Regions from separate parts of the Oncorhynchus mykiss genome. Here region 2 is linked to region 1. Evidence: chromatin contacts called from public Hi-C data. All regions are on one chromosome and are shown on one strand. The core of a region is the stretch at or near the end of the contact, and the rest is flanking DNA. Distances in the headings are between cores, read along the strand shown. Region 1 holds the start of LOC110498155 (protein quaking-A). Region 2 overlaps LOC110498155 (protein quaking-A).

The links. A called contact is a pair of places that touch in the nucleus more often than the background predicts.
Region 2: a Hi-C map of liver shows a contact between it and region 1, with 2.7 times the contacts expected there. The contact joins the enhancer-like site here to the promoter of LOC110498155 in region 1. A contact is called at or near these places in 2 of 3 Hi-C or Micro-C datasets (blood and liver).

The regions. Positions count from the first base shown.
Region 1 is chr19:56,441,587-56,448,710 of USDA_OmykA_1.1, reverse strand. LOC110498155 (protein quaking-A) reads right to left here and starts at 4,188. Exons shown (of 8, transcript XM_036955126.1): 1 at 3,755-4,188. The coding sequence starts at 3,899.
Region 2 is chr19:56,584,127-56,591,250 of USDA_OmykA_1.1, reverse strand. LOC110498155 (protein quaking-A) reads right to left here. Exons shown (of 8, transcript XM_036955126.1): 8 at 6,573-7,124. Among protein-coding and RNA genes, the nearest start is that of LOC118941494, 54 kb to the right of the region's middle. Within about 2 kb of position 3,955, at least 2 of the 11 cell types and tissues checked have an H3K27ac peak or open chromatin away from gene starts, as enhancers often do. A contact at or near this core is called in liver, where this site is marked.

The DNA of each region.
Region 1 (7,124 bases), core at 2,939-5,438:
TACCGACAGGGTGGGTTAACTGTGTAGATAAAGGGCGGGTGGGTTGAATAAAGAGGAAACAGTAACTTTGAAAATCCATCATTCTTGTGCAATTTATATCTGTATTCCACATTGACTTTATCTGGCATTATTGTGTAAGCTTTAGGGCCCGACTGTACGCGCCAAATAGCCTACACAGCCAAATGCTTTTGGTAGCAGGCAGGATAAGGTCTATAACCTCTCACATAGCCTTAATATTAACTCATGCAGAATTAAGAATTTCTTGCAGTAAAATGATACACAAAATATATGCCAAACGTTGACTTCGGAAGAGGAGAAATATGATTTCTTTATTTCAGCATCTGGAGAGAATGAAAGCGCAGTTAGCACCTCAACACACTCCCTATCTTTATCAGCATCATAAAAGCTGAGTAATTCAAACACAGAAAATGTGTATCCAAGGCGAACTGAAATCTTATCAGAAACATGTTGGGTCATTTTCACAACTTTCCATTTCCTACAACCGGTCAAACCGAGGTCATATGGACATTTTGCACAGAAAATGTTTTCATTTTTTTTTGTTATTGTAATCCCCCCAGTCCCTAAACGCCTTTGCTGCGCCAAAGAAGCAGAGATGACATGACTTTACTGATGTCAACTAGATTAAAGCATTCATTCTATCGATTTATGACATTCTGGTGAGCAGGCTACTGTCAGATGACGGAAGGCCATTTTTTTTGGTCTTATTTACATCGGGTCCCTGTTTAGAATTTCCAACATTTTAATAAGTTATTTGTTAGTTAACTTGTCTATAATTCAGTACATGCATGCAGCTTCACATCTGTCATGTGGCCCAGAAAACTAAATAAACCTGTGTTCATTTTCTATATTAGCGGGTCGGGTAGAGGCCTCAGATTTTCACAGTCTGGCGGTTTCGGCTGGGTTATGAGCAATTGCAATTGCACCACTAGTGTGTGTGCAGGGAATGTGTTATATACGTGCATGTGCAGCTGTTGGCAGGGCTCTGAAGGAGAGGCAACTGGAAAAGAATCTTAACTTTCTTTCCCTTCCCTTCTTTACTGTAGCTGCCCGTTTAGACAGAGGAGAGGCCATTTTTCTGTGTGGTCAAAGGTACATCTCTCTCTGCGTGCGAGATATGTGTGTTCTTACACCACCTGTGAGTAAATGAGGATTCTCACGACGAGCACCTTAATATGTGCTTTTATCTACACACTGAGTGTTTCTCCCCAAAGAGTCTTGAGTAAAACAATGCCGCTGAAATATTGACAATAAAAAGTATCCTCGTCTTTGTTGAAAAGTATTTCCTTCGCCATGTCTGGTTGTCATTCAGTCACCAATCAGCAGGCACCAGGGTCACCTTGACTAATGATAGACAGGATGGATTCCTATAGTGTCACTTACTATGCAACCAAAATAGAATCCCGAGTTGTAAGCTACTTCCTGGATAAATCTCCTAATGCCTCAATGGAACTCAAAATGAATCAAACAACAATGCGAGAGGTTAAATTAACAAAATCACTGCAGACTGCAAGCTTTTGTCCCCAACAGAAGTCACAATGAGCTGCGATGTTTACCCTCCCTGCCGACTGAAACCGCAGTCGACATTTGCATAACCCGAATGGCACGCAAATGTACCTCACACAACTAGCTTCCCGCTGTGGTTAATAGGTCTACTTTCTAAACATCATCCTGCCATGTCATGGGAATGCTTCTCACTGCACATAGATGAGGGTTTCACTCAATTTCAGGATTCCACATTTACAGGGTGCGCTTTGATGGGGGTGGGCTCATGCCGCCAAGCTCAAGTCCAAAAGACTAAGCAGACGGCTTTAGCCAAGAGCCTTCTCTGCACTGGGTGTTATTTTCCTAACACACCCACTAAACATTTGGCAGAGGGGTGAAGTTTGGACGGCTGCTGTAGTAACCCCGGTAAACGGTCGAGCTGTGTGGCTGGAGAGAGCAGAAGGCAGTATGTGAATTGTGAAACCTCATGCGCAGCCAGGGATGAGGGGCCCAGGATCTGGCCCAGACATGGAGTCTTAAAAACACCCCCACACTCTGAGTAACAAGCCCGGGAGGGTGCAGCCACATCGGGCTGCCAGCTGAGTGTGCACCGTGGCCAGCCTTACAAAGCTGCCTGGGTAAACAGATTCAGTGTGTGAGAGAGAGGCTTACTGTGGATTCTGGTCAATTATTTTGTTTGTCTGAGGGGGGAGACAGGTAGGCAGGATAGAAGAAAGAGAAAAAGGCCCCTAGTTTCCTGTGTCTCCCCAGAAGGAAAAACAGCTTTGACTAAACCAGCAGGTGATGGAAGGAAAGGGTTGAGTAGAGCTTGTTGCAGGGTAATCATTTCAGGAATGTTTAACTGGAGAAGTAGAGGTTGAAAGTTTATCTAAACTGGCCTTTATGGGAGACTGGAGCAAAGAAATCTTGTTCTACAAGATGTGACAGTACTCCCTTTTGTTTTATCTGGTTTGAAAAAATGTGTGCACATTTGACTTGACACATTTGGTTCTATATTTGGCGTGAAACTCAGTTTTATTGATGCAATATTTTTCCTGTCCTTTTTGCATTAAATTAGAATACACGAAATATACAGCTAAAAGTTTTTAATTCCAGGAAAGTGATTGGATGTCAGCTGCCCACAGAGATAAGGACAGTGAGGGGAAAGTGGCGCTCTCTAGCGTTACCTACTCAATTACATAAAACACACTCCTGTCATGAATTGTACATTGTGTATAATAGAAAAGGACCGAAATAGGAGCATAGACTTATATTAACTATACATCTTAAGTGGCATACTAGAACAATATCATGCGACAACAACGCTGAGAATATGGGCCCGACAAAAAGACGACATAGAAAAACAAGACTATGTCAAATGAAGACAAAGATACACAATTCCTGCCTAATCATCGGGGATATTTCTTCCGCACCCAACGTATGTTTTAGAGCGTCATTTAACTGCACAACGCTGGTTATCTTTGCAAGGCAAACAACTCCACTGCCCATTGTTTCAAACCCCGAAAGGCAACAGCCGGGGCACATTCCGATGTTGTGCAATTCCACCAGATTCTGATAAGCAAATACTGTATGTTATGGAAACGAGCTGCTTAGGACTGAATACAGACAGATATATTGCTGTACTTGTTATGAAGCTTCATGTTTTGATTACAACATGGTTATAGTACTTAACTACCAATCCTACTCCGTTGAATTAGATGGAACCTGCATCCTGGCAACAATACATCCTCTATAGAACAAACTATCACATTCACTTACATAATACGAGGTAGGCTAAAGACAAGACTACAGCTGAAATGTAGAAGTCTGGCTATCAAACAGTTTCTTCCTGGAACTGGGACGCATACTAACTTAACTAGTTTATCGGTCCTGGCTAAGTTAGCTAGTTAGCAGGCAAAAACCCCTACAAAAAAAATAACTTTTCACTTCGTCCTCAAATCAGAGAACAACAGGACATGTTAACTACAAATACATCCTTGAGGTTTTGTGGTAGGGAATAAATATCCTTGTTGGATGGTGCAAGAGTTTCATTTCCTCGCAGTTCTCACTTTGTAAAGTTAAAAGAAGAAGTTGTGTTGCCCAGTGCGATAATGTAGCTCGTTAGCTATGTTAGCTAGGTAGCTACCATGCATGCGCTCCCCTATGCAGCAAGCATGCCCACCGAGCCCTAGGGACAGCGCCGTAGTCACTCCTTCCCTCCCAACTACCCCATTTCTCCACGGCCTTTTACCTTCATCGAGAAGCCGGTCAAGGTGTGTAAAGATACCGCACAGATTTGGCAAACTGGTCATCAGCTTCTTTTCGTTTAACAATTGCATCAAATAGTCAGGACTCGGCCTCGGTCTCTCCTTCACCTCGATCTCTCCAACCATCATCTTTGCGTCTAGAGTGCGAGCGAGCCTCCAACAGAATCCTGTTTTATGAAAAGAAAACAAATGCTAAAGAAAAACTTGAAAGATCAAATCCTTTGTTCCTCCCACGTTTCGATTGCTGTAGTTAGACGACCCTCTGAACCAAAATCGGATTTAATTTGTTGTTAGAGCTGAGAGAGGGGGAAAATAAGCACTATCTTCTCCCAAAGACTGTATCGCCGTGTACTCTCCTCTACTCCGCGCTCAGGGACGTTCCGATCCACCACTGTTAACTGCAGCGAGTATTCGCCAAAAGCTTGCGTCCCCTCTTCGCCTATTGGTCAAAAGCGCCTTCAAGGGACTGGTGATATCACCAATAAGAACAAGGTACTGCACCATGAGGGCGGTGAAGTGCCAGTAGGTGATCTACAGCGATTAGAACCAATTGTGGACAGTACAGAGAAAGTGAATTTACAGATTTCATACACAGGTTGTATGGGGCTCTAAAAAGTATATTTCAGTAGTTGCGGAGAAATCAAAAGCATAGGAGACTTTGGAAACATTGCAAATTAAACATTATTACGTTTAAATTTACACTTTGGTCATTTAGCAGAGGCTATTCTCCAGAGCAATTTAAAGACTTAACTTAGGGTTAAGTGCCTTGCTGAAGGGCACATTGATAGATGAGGGTTCAGAAAGCTTTTCATAGATGGCTAACTAGTTTTTGGCATATAAAGACCAGTTGGAGGTAAAGGAACATGGGGAAGTTCTCCCTGTCAACACTTATGTAATGATTAATTTTTCAATTTGATGGAGATAATTATATTCAATGTTATGGTGTACCCCCGCACCTCTCCTCGCATCTTCAAGAGTGATATGATAGAAACCAATGGTTGACTTTTACAGACATATTTTATCAGTCCCTATCCCAGTCTGCTGTCCCCACATGCTTCAAGATGGCCACCATTGTTCCTGTTCCCAAGAAAGCTAAGGTAACTGAAGTAAATGACTATCGCCCCGTAGCACTCACTTCTGTCATCATGAAGTGCTTTGAGAGACTAGTCAAGGACCATATCACCTCCACCTTACCTGTCACCCTAGGCCCATTCCAATTTGCTTACCACTCCAATAGGTCCACAGACGACGCCATCGCCATCACACTGCACACTGCCTAATCCCATCTGGACAAGAGGAATACCTATGTAAGAATGCTGTTCATTGACTACAGGACTTCCTGACGGGCCAATCCCAGTGCTGATCCTCAACACTGGGGACCCACAAGGGTGGGTTCTCAGCCCCCTCCTGTACTCCCTGTTCACCCACGACTCTGTGGCCATGCACGCCTTCAACTCAATCATCACGTTTGCAGATGACACAACAGTGGTAGGCTTGATTACCAACTATGAAGAGACAGCCTACAGGGAGGAGGTTAGGGACCTCGGAGTGTGGTGTCAGGAAAATATCAATGTCACTCAATGTGACATGTAACTCACTCAATGTCACTCAATGTCTCTCACTCTCACTCAACGTCAGAAAAACTAAAGAGATGATAGTGGACTTCAGAAAACAGCAAAGGGAGCACCCCGCATCCACATCGATGGGACAGAAGTGGAGAAGGTGGAAAGTTTTAAGTTCCTCGGCGTACATATCACCGACAATCTGAAATGGTCCACGCACACAGACAGTATGGTGAAGAAGGCGCAACAGCACCTCTTCAACCTCAGGAGGCTGAAAAAATGTGTCTTGTCAACGAAAACCCTCAGAAACTTTTACAGGTGCACAATCGAGAGCATCCTGGCGGGCTGTATCACCGTCTGGTACAGCAGCTGCACCGCCCACAACCGCAGGGTTCTCCAGAGGGTGGTGCGGTCTGCACAATGCATCACCGGGGGCAAACTACCTGCCCTCCAGTACACCTACAACACCCGATGTCACAGGAAGGCAATAAAGATCATCAAGGACAATAACCACCCGAGCCACTACCTGTTCACCCTGCTTCCATCCAGAAGGCGAGGTCAGTACAGGTGCATCAAAGCTGGGACAGAGAGATTGAAAAACAGCTTTAATCTCAAGGCCATCAGATTGTTAAACAGCCACCATTAGCACAGAGAGGCGGCTGTCTACCTACAGACTTGATACTTTAATATATAGAACACAAGTCACTTTAATAATGATACTTGAAGAATGTTTACATATCTCGCATTACTCATCTCATATGTTTATATTGTATCCTTCACTATCTATTCTTTACTATCTATTGCATCTTAGCCGCTCTGTCACTGCTCATCCATATATTTTATACTTATTCTCCTCCCATTCCTTTACTAGATTGTGTGTATTAGGTTTTGTTGTGGAATTTGCTAGATATTAGGTTTTGTTGTGGAATTTGCTAGATATTAGGTTTGGTTGTGGAATTGTCCGATATTACCTGTTAGATACTGCTGCACTGTCGGATCTAGAAGCGTAAGCATTTTGCTACACTCACAATAACATCTGCTAAGCATGTGTACGTGACCAATAACATTTGATTTGATTTGATTTTGAGTTATTAGTCATGTAACCAAAATAGACACGCACCATGATGTTTAAATCTCAAACAGCACGTTACAATAACTCTCAGCGTCCGCTTTGGATTCATTTATCAACGTGACAATATTCAGTACAGGCCTAGGTTATTTTAACAAGCCTGCCCCATCTTTGGACAGACCTTTCCATGTTCATTGAGGATTAACTCAATTCAGATGATCAATAGCCCACATATTGGAGCCGCCCACCTGGGTCGTTCCTTAATTGAAACGAAACCCTGTCATGTTCTAAATTTGGCAGCTGTTGTCGACTGGAGTGGTGCCCACCTAAATCTGAGAATTTGACCTTGGCCCCTATTCAATTGGTTCCCTAGTCTCTCTGCCTTTGTGGAATTAGTCCCTCTGCTTCGGCGTATGAATACTAACCAGCTGCACTGTGACCTCTGGCTTAGCCGTCATGTGTCAGCCCTCAGTGATGCACTTCAGGACTCACTAGTGTGTCTCACACAGGCGATAGGCTACAACACACATTCTTTAAGATAACAACAAGGAACAACATATCTCATGGATCGTTCAAAGCAGGAGGGGAGATGTTGCTATGGTTACCCATAGAAATAGAATTACATTATATTATTAATATATATATATATATTATATATATATATATAATTATATTTCTATGTCATTGCCTTTACCAACCTGGGAAAAACACTATTAGGTTGTA
Region 2 (7,124 bases), core at 2,706-5,205, 140 kb before region 1:
AAGTTAACAAACAGATCACTGACCATCTCGAATCCCACCGTACATTCTCCGCTGTGCAATCCGGTTTCCGAGCCGGTCACGGGTGTACCTCAGCCACGCTCAAGGTACTGAACGATATCGGGGCGGCAGGGTAGCCTAGCTGTTAGAGCGTTGGACTAGTAACCGGAAGGTTGCAAGTTCAAACCCCGAGCTGACAAGGTACAAATATGTCGTTCTGCCCCTGAACAGGCAGTTAACCCACTGTTCCTAGTCTTTCATTGAAAATAAGAATTTGTTCTTAACTGACTTGCCTAGTTAAATAAAGTTTTTTTTTTTTTTTTACAAATAACCGCCATCGATAAAAGACAGTACTGTGCAGCAGTCTTCATCGACCTGGCCAAGGCTTTCGACTCTGTCAATCACCATATTCTTATCGGCAGACTCAGTAGCCTCCGTTTTTCTAATGACTGCCTTGCCTGGTTCACCAACTACTTTGCAGACAGAGTTCATTCAGTGTGTCAAATCGGAGGGCATGTTGTCCGGTCCTCTGGCAGTCTCTATGGTGGTGCCACAGGGTTCAATTCTCGGGCCGACTCTTTTCTCTGTATATATCAATGATGTTGCTCTTGCTGCGGGCGATTCCCTGATCCACCTCTACGCAGACGACACCATTCTGTATACTTCTGGCCCTTCCTTGGACACTGTGCTATCTAACCTCCAAACGAGCTTCAATGCCATACAACACTCCTTCCGTGGCCTCCAACTGCTCTTAAATGCTAGTAAAACCAAATGCATGCTTTTCAACCGTTCACTGCCTGCACCCGCACGCCCCGACTAGCATCACCCCCCTGGATGGTTCCGACCTAGAATATGTGGACATCTATAAGTACCTAGGTGTCTGGCTAGACTGTAAACTCTCCTTCCAGACTCATCAAACATCTCCAATCCAAAATCAAATCTAGAGTCGGCTTTCTATTTCGCAACAAAGCCTCCTTCACTCACGCCGCCAAACTTACCCTAGTAAAACTGACTATCCTACCGATCCTCAACTTCGGCGATGTCATCTACAAAATAGCTTCCAATACTCTACTCAGCAAACTAGATGCAGTTTATCACAGTGCCATCCGTTTTGTTACTAAAGCGCCTTATACCACCCACTACTGCGACCTGTATGCTCTAGTCGGCTGGCCCTCGCTACATATTCGTCGCCAGACCCACTGGCTCCAGATCATCTACAAGTCCATGCACGCCTTATCTCAGTTCACTGGTCACGATGGCAACACCCACCCGTAGCACGCACTCCAGCAGGTGTATCTCACTGATCATCCCTAAAGCCAACACCTCATTTAGGTGCCTTTCCTTCCAGTTCTCTGCTGCCTGTGACTGGAACGAATTGCAAAAATCGCTGAAGTTGGAGACTTATTTCCCTCACCAACTTTAAACATCTGCTATCTGAGCAGCTAACCGATCGCTGCAGCTGTACATAGTCCATCTGTAAATAGCCCACCCAATCTACCTACCTCATCCCCATACTGTTTTTATTTATTTACTTTTTTGCTCTTTTTACACACCAGTATCTCTACTTGCACATCATCATCTGATCATTTATCACTCCAGTGTTAATTCTGCTAAATTGTAATTATTCGCTCCTATGGCCTATTTATTGCCTACCTCCTCATGCCTTTTGCACACAATGTATATAGACTCTTTTTTTCCTACTGTGTTATTGACTTGTTTATTGTTTACTCCATGTGTAACTGTGTTGTTGTCTGTTCACACTGCTATGCTTTATCTTGGCTAGGTCGCAGTTGTAAATGAGAACTTGTTCTCAACTAGCCTACCTGGTTAAATAAAGGTAAAATAAATAAACAAAAGAGTAACCAGAGAGTCAGGACACCCATTTAAAATCCCATCCAAAAAGACAGCACCCTACACAGGACAATGTCCCCAATCACTGCCCTGGGGCATTGGGATATATTTTTTTAGACCAGAGGAAATAGTGCCTCCTACTGGCCCTCCAGCAGCATCTGGTCTCCCATTCAGGTACTGACAAAGACCAACCCTGCTTAACTTCCGAGGCAAGCCAGCAGTGGCATGCAGGGTGGTATGCTGCTCTCTTCTTCAATAGTGCAGCGAATTCTACTACATAAAAAGTTGAAACCAGTATGACATCCTGGCATTTAAAGCATACAACATTTCACACACAATAAAATTTTATATTTTCACATGCGTAATCAGCCTATTATTTAGAACGCAAGTATGGATGTCTGGGAAGGTGCTAGTGGGCCATATGCATCTCCACTACTGTCTAGACTTATTGGTCCCAGCCGCTAATACACTTGTGTCCCCCCGGCAACCAGTTCCTACTTAAAACAATCTTCATTCAGGATGGAAAGGCTTCGATTTCCTCCTGAACTCGATTTAATGGCGAGAAGGCAGAATAAAGTCTGGGCACGTTAAGCCCAGATGAGATCCATAGCGCCCACTAGAGGCTGCCCAGGCTGAAGTATTGGTATTCGGACATGGACGGTATCATTCGAGTCATGCCCTAACTTGTTCTGTCTAGCCTATCTTATGGCCTCGTCAAGCTGAAAAGCGATGGGATGGGTTGTTTCTGTCTGTTATTGGGTGTTAGCGACGTTATTGTCTGATCTCTCCTCCGTGTTGTCATCGTTTGTCTCTCTGCTGACTGCAGCTGTGACTCAGGGGGAGGGACCCCGCCGTGCCACGCCCAGATTTAGCAAGGGATGTAAATCTGACAGAAAAGATGAATCGGAGACAAAAGCATGTCCTTCTTAATGTTTACACCCTCCGCACTGAGATTAATTACAGCCAAAGAGAAACATCCAGGGACAATGTAGTCATTTGTCTTCTCCCGTGGAGGGGGGTGACAGTGTTGGATTGTGGGAAAAACAGATTACCGGCACACTTTCTTCACCATTACACCCCACCTCATCCTAGGCAAGTCAGTTAAGAACAAACTCTTACTGGCTCAACGCTCTAACCACTAGGCTACCTGCCGCCCCCGTTCACCTGATTGTGGGGTGCTCAATCTTGGTGAGAAATGTTGAGTAAATATTACATTATAAGTGAAATTGGTATCAACTTCACAACAAATGCATGTGTGATTTTGTTGATCAATATGACAATGAATGTTCACGGTAATGATCATATTCCATGTGGAATCACACTACCTACCTTTGGACTGCTGTGGAGGTGAGAGAAGAGAGAAGTGAGAGAAGGGGCAGAGTGCACGGAGACAGGTGTATTAAATTGGGTCAGCTTTTTCATTTCCTCTCTTTCTCACACAGAGATCAGCCATTCAGCTACTGTGTAGACAAGCAGTATAAAGGTCAGGCGACTACCACCTACACCAGGGATTTCCTCAACTTGGTCCTGGGTGCACGTCTTGATTTCTTTTTGCCGAAGCACTACACAGTCGATTCAAATAATCAAAGCTTAATGAGTTGGTTATTTGAATCAGCTGTGTAGTGCTAAGAGCAAAACCAAAATGTTCACCAAACACAAAACCCAGTAAGTCGGTGCTGTTAACTGTAAAAATGTAAATATGTATGAAGTGTTACAAATTGCATCAGTGATGTGTCATTCAGAAATAATGAGTTTGGACAGTTAAAGTTGATGAAAATCGTGATCTTATCTGAAAAATGACAATGGCCTTTGTCTACTTTAACCATCACTGTGGTACTTTATGGGACAAACGCATGGGATTGATAAGAGAGGTCGACTACCATAGCTAGATGATATCACATTATACAAAAGTCATGCTACAAGCCTACACAATTCTGTGTGAATATGAAACTCAAATGGATTTAGCCTGTTTTCTCAGTAACATGGCGCTTAATCCTAGCTGGACTTTAAACTCAATTTTGTTTACTCTGAAAACACACACACACACACACACACTCCTGATGAATGCCCCACATTCATTCCAGGAACATTGGTCACTCATGAGGCAACGCTTCCACTCGATCCCCTTCCCTCTGATTGTACTCCCAGCTGGCCCCACAACTGATTCTTTGCTGAATCTTACCTGCAACCAACCATTCCTCCTCTCCATCGCCCCCTCTTGCAAGACACATACATGTAAACGTCAAGCCCTCAGACAACCCCCCACAATCCTATTCAACAGCTGCATCTCCATCAAGTTCTACACACAGAGAGGAGAGAGATCATACTTAACTTCCCATCGTCCATTTGTCCAATTGAGTGGCCTCTAAAGAACTGTTTTGTTGTTGCAATAATACTAGGCTGCTAACAGCATGACAAGCAGGAGAGCTGCTAGCACATAGTAATGAGTAATCAGCAGACCCATTGAGACATACACCAATTCTAATATGTCAACGAACTTAACTGGCTCACTGTTCAATCAAGTGGCGCTCCACACAAAGATGCGTTAATTATCTGTAGAGCAGTGGAGGCTGGTGGGAGGAGCAATAGGAGGACGGGTTTGTTGTAATGGAAAAGACGTAACGGAGTCAAACATGTGGCTTCCAAATGTCTGATACCGTTCCATTTTATTCCATTCCAGACATTATAATGAGCCCGTCCTCCATAGCTCCTCCCACCAGCTTCCTCTACCGTAGAGAACCAGGGAGTTAGAAATGAACGTCCTGAACTCCAAAGGCTCACGATGCGTTTCTAATCCAACACGTCTCAATCAGTAGCAAGTGGTATTCATGGGATGCGACGCTGTCCGTGGTCTTGGCAAGAGCATCGATTTCTGTGCTGATGAGCGTATATGTATTGGTGATCAAACCCCTTATTCTGGTGTTGCAACCGCCATGCTCCACTCACTGAGCCACATGGAATTTACAACCTATAAACATATGTATTATTGGAAATGCAGTTGTGTTGTACTTGCTTACTCAAATCAAATTTTTATTGGTCACATACACATGGTTAGCAGATGTTAATGAGAGTGTAGCGAAATGCTTGTTCTTCTAGTTCCGACAATGCATTAATATTAATAGTAGTTACTACTGGCTTACTACTACTGGAAGAACGGATCAGGATTATGAGTATACATTTGAAGTCGGAAGTTTACATACACTTAGGTTGGAGTCATTAAAACTAGTTTACATACACTTAGGTTGGAGTCATTAAAACTAGTTTACATCCACTTAGGTTGGAGTCATTACAACTCGTTTTTCAACCACTCCACACATTTCTTGTTAACAAACTATAGTTTTGGCAAGTCGGTTAGGACATCTACTTTGTGCATGACACAGGTCATTTTTCCAACAATTGTTTACAGATTCACTGTATCACAATTCCAGTGGGTCAGAAGTTTACATATACTAAGTTGACTGTGCCTTTAAACAGCTTGGAAAATTCCAGAAAATGTCATGGCTTTAGAAGTTTCTGATAGGCTAATTGACATAATTTGAGTCAATTGGAGGTGTACCTGTGGATGTATTTCAAGACCTACCTTCAAACTCAAGTCCTATATCGACATAACCTGAAAGGCCGCTCAGCAAGGAAGAAGCCACTGCTCCAAAACCGCCATAAAAAAGACAGACTGTGGTTTGCAACTGCACATGGGGACAAAGATTGTCCCCAAGATTTTTTGAGAAACGTCTTCTAGTCTGATGAAAAAAAAAATAGAACAGGTTGGCCATGAAGATCATCGTTATGTTTGGAGGAAAAAGAGGGAGACTTGCAAGCCTCATGTTGTGGGGGTGCTTTGCTGCAGGAGGGACTGGTGCACTTCACAAAATAGATGTCATCATGAGGTGGGAAAATTGTGTGGATATATTGAAGCAACATCCCAAGACATCAGTCAGGAAGTTAAAGCTTGGTCTTCCAAATGGACAATGACCCCAAGCATGCTTCCAAAGTTGTGGCAAAATGGCTTAAGGACAACAAAGTCAAGGTATTGGAGTGGCCATCACAAAGCCCTGACCTCAATCCCATAGAACATTTGTGGGCAGAACTGAAAAAGTGTGGCGAGCAAGGAAACCTACAAACCTGACTCAGTTACACCTGCTCTGTCAGGAGGAATGGGACAAATTTCCCCCAACTTATTGTGGGAAGCTTGTGGAAGGCTATCCGAAACGTTTGACCCAAGTTAAACAATTTAAAGGCAATGCTACCAAATACAAATTGAGTGTATGTAAACTTCTGACTCACTGGGAATGTGATGAAAGAAATACAATCTGAAATAAATCATTATCTCTACTATTATTCTGACATTCATATTCTTAAAATAAAGTGGTGATCCTAACTGACTGATTTTTACTAGGACTAAATGTCAGGAATTATGAAAAACTGAGTTTAAAAAAAAAAGCCATTCAAGTCGCACCATAAGGAGGCAAAAGTCACCTCAAATGACAAAAGCACCCCGGTCGGGATGGATGTTTGATTGATTTGACCTTAAAATGCCAGCTATGGAAAGGAGAATAAAGTTCTGATCCTTTTATATGTAAACATCCATTTCCATTAGCATTTTGATGTACATTTGTATGTCATTTCCTGTGTTCCTTTGTGCTAAACGTACCTTGAAATGCTGGCATCCTAGATTTCCAAATAGACGACATCATCAGAGCAGAGAGACGCCAGACAAGGCCAAGCAGAGCAGTCAACAGGCCACTTGTAAATGTGGTTCTTTATTGTACATGACATTTTCCTTTTTTGGTGTGAGCAACATAATTGACAATACATCGTTTTATATCCTACTCAGAATCCTATTCTAGTCCTCTATAAAAACAAAACAGCATCACATAAAACCTTACAACTCCACAACAATTCTCAGATGTAGTGCACCCCTACATGCATCAGGAACTTCAATAGCAGATCACCGAGAAACGTTTTTTAAATGATTTTTTTTCAACACACAGATGATAAACAAAAAATAAACGTAAAGAAAAAAATCCAATGGGGTTTCAATCATTATTCCAATTGTTGGTATCATTACCCGTTAACTCTGAGTGCTACGTCATTGAGACCACGTTAATGGGTTAACCAGCGGTCATAATGTGGCTTACGTTTGAGGAATGTTTTCAGAAATATACTTGTTGACAATACAGGGGTAAGGTAGTAAGTAGTAACACAGTTCAGGACTAACACGAGACATTCATTCAGACCACATAGGACTGCTTCCCTGCTATTATATGCATAATGTGGTC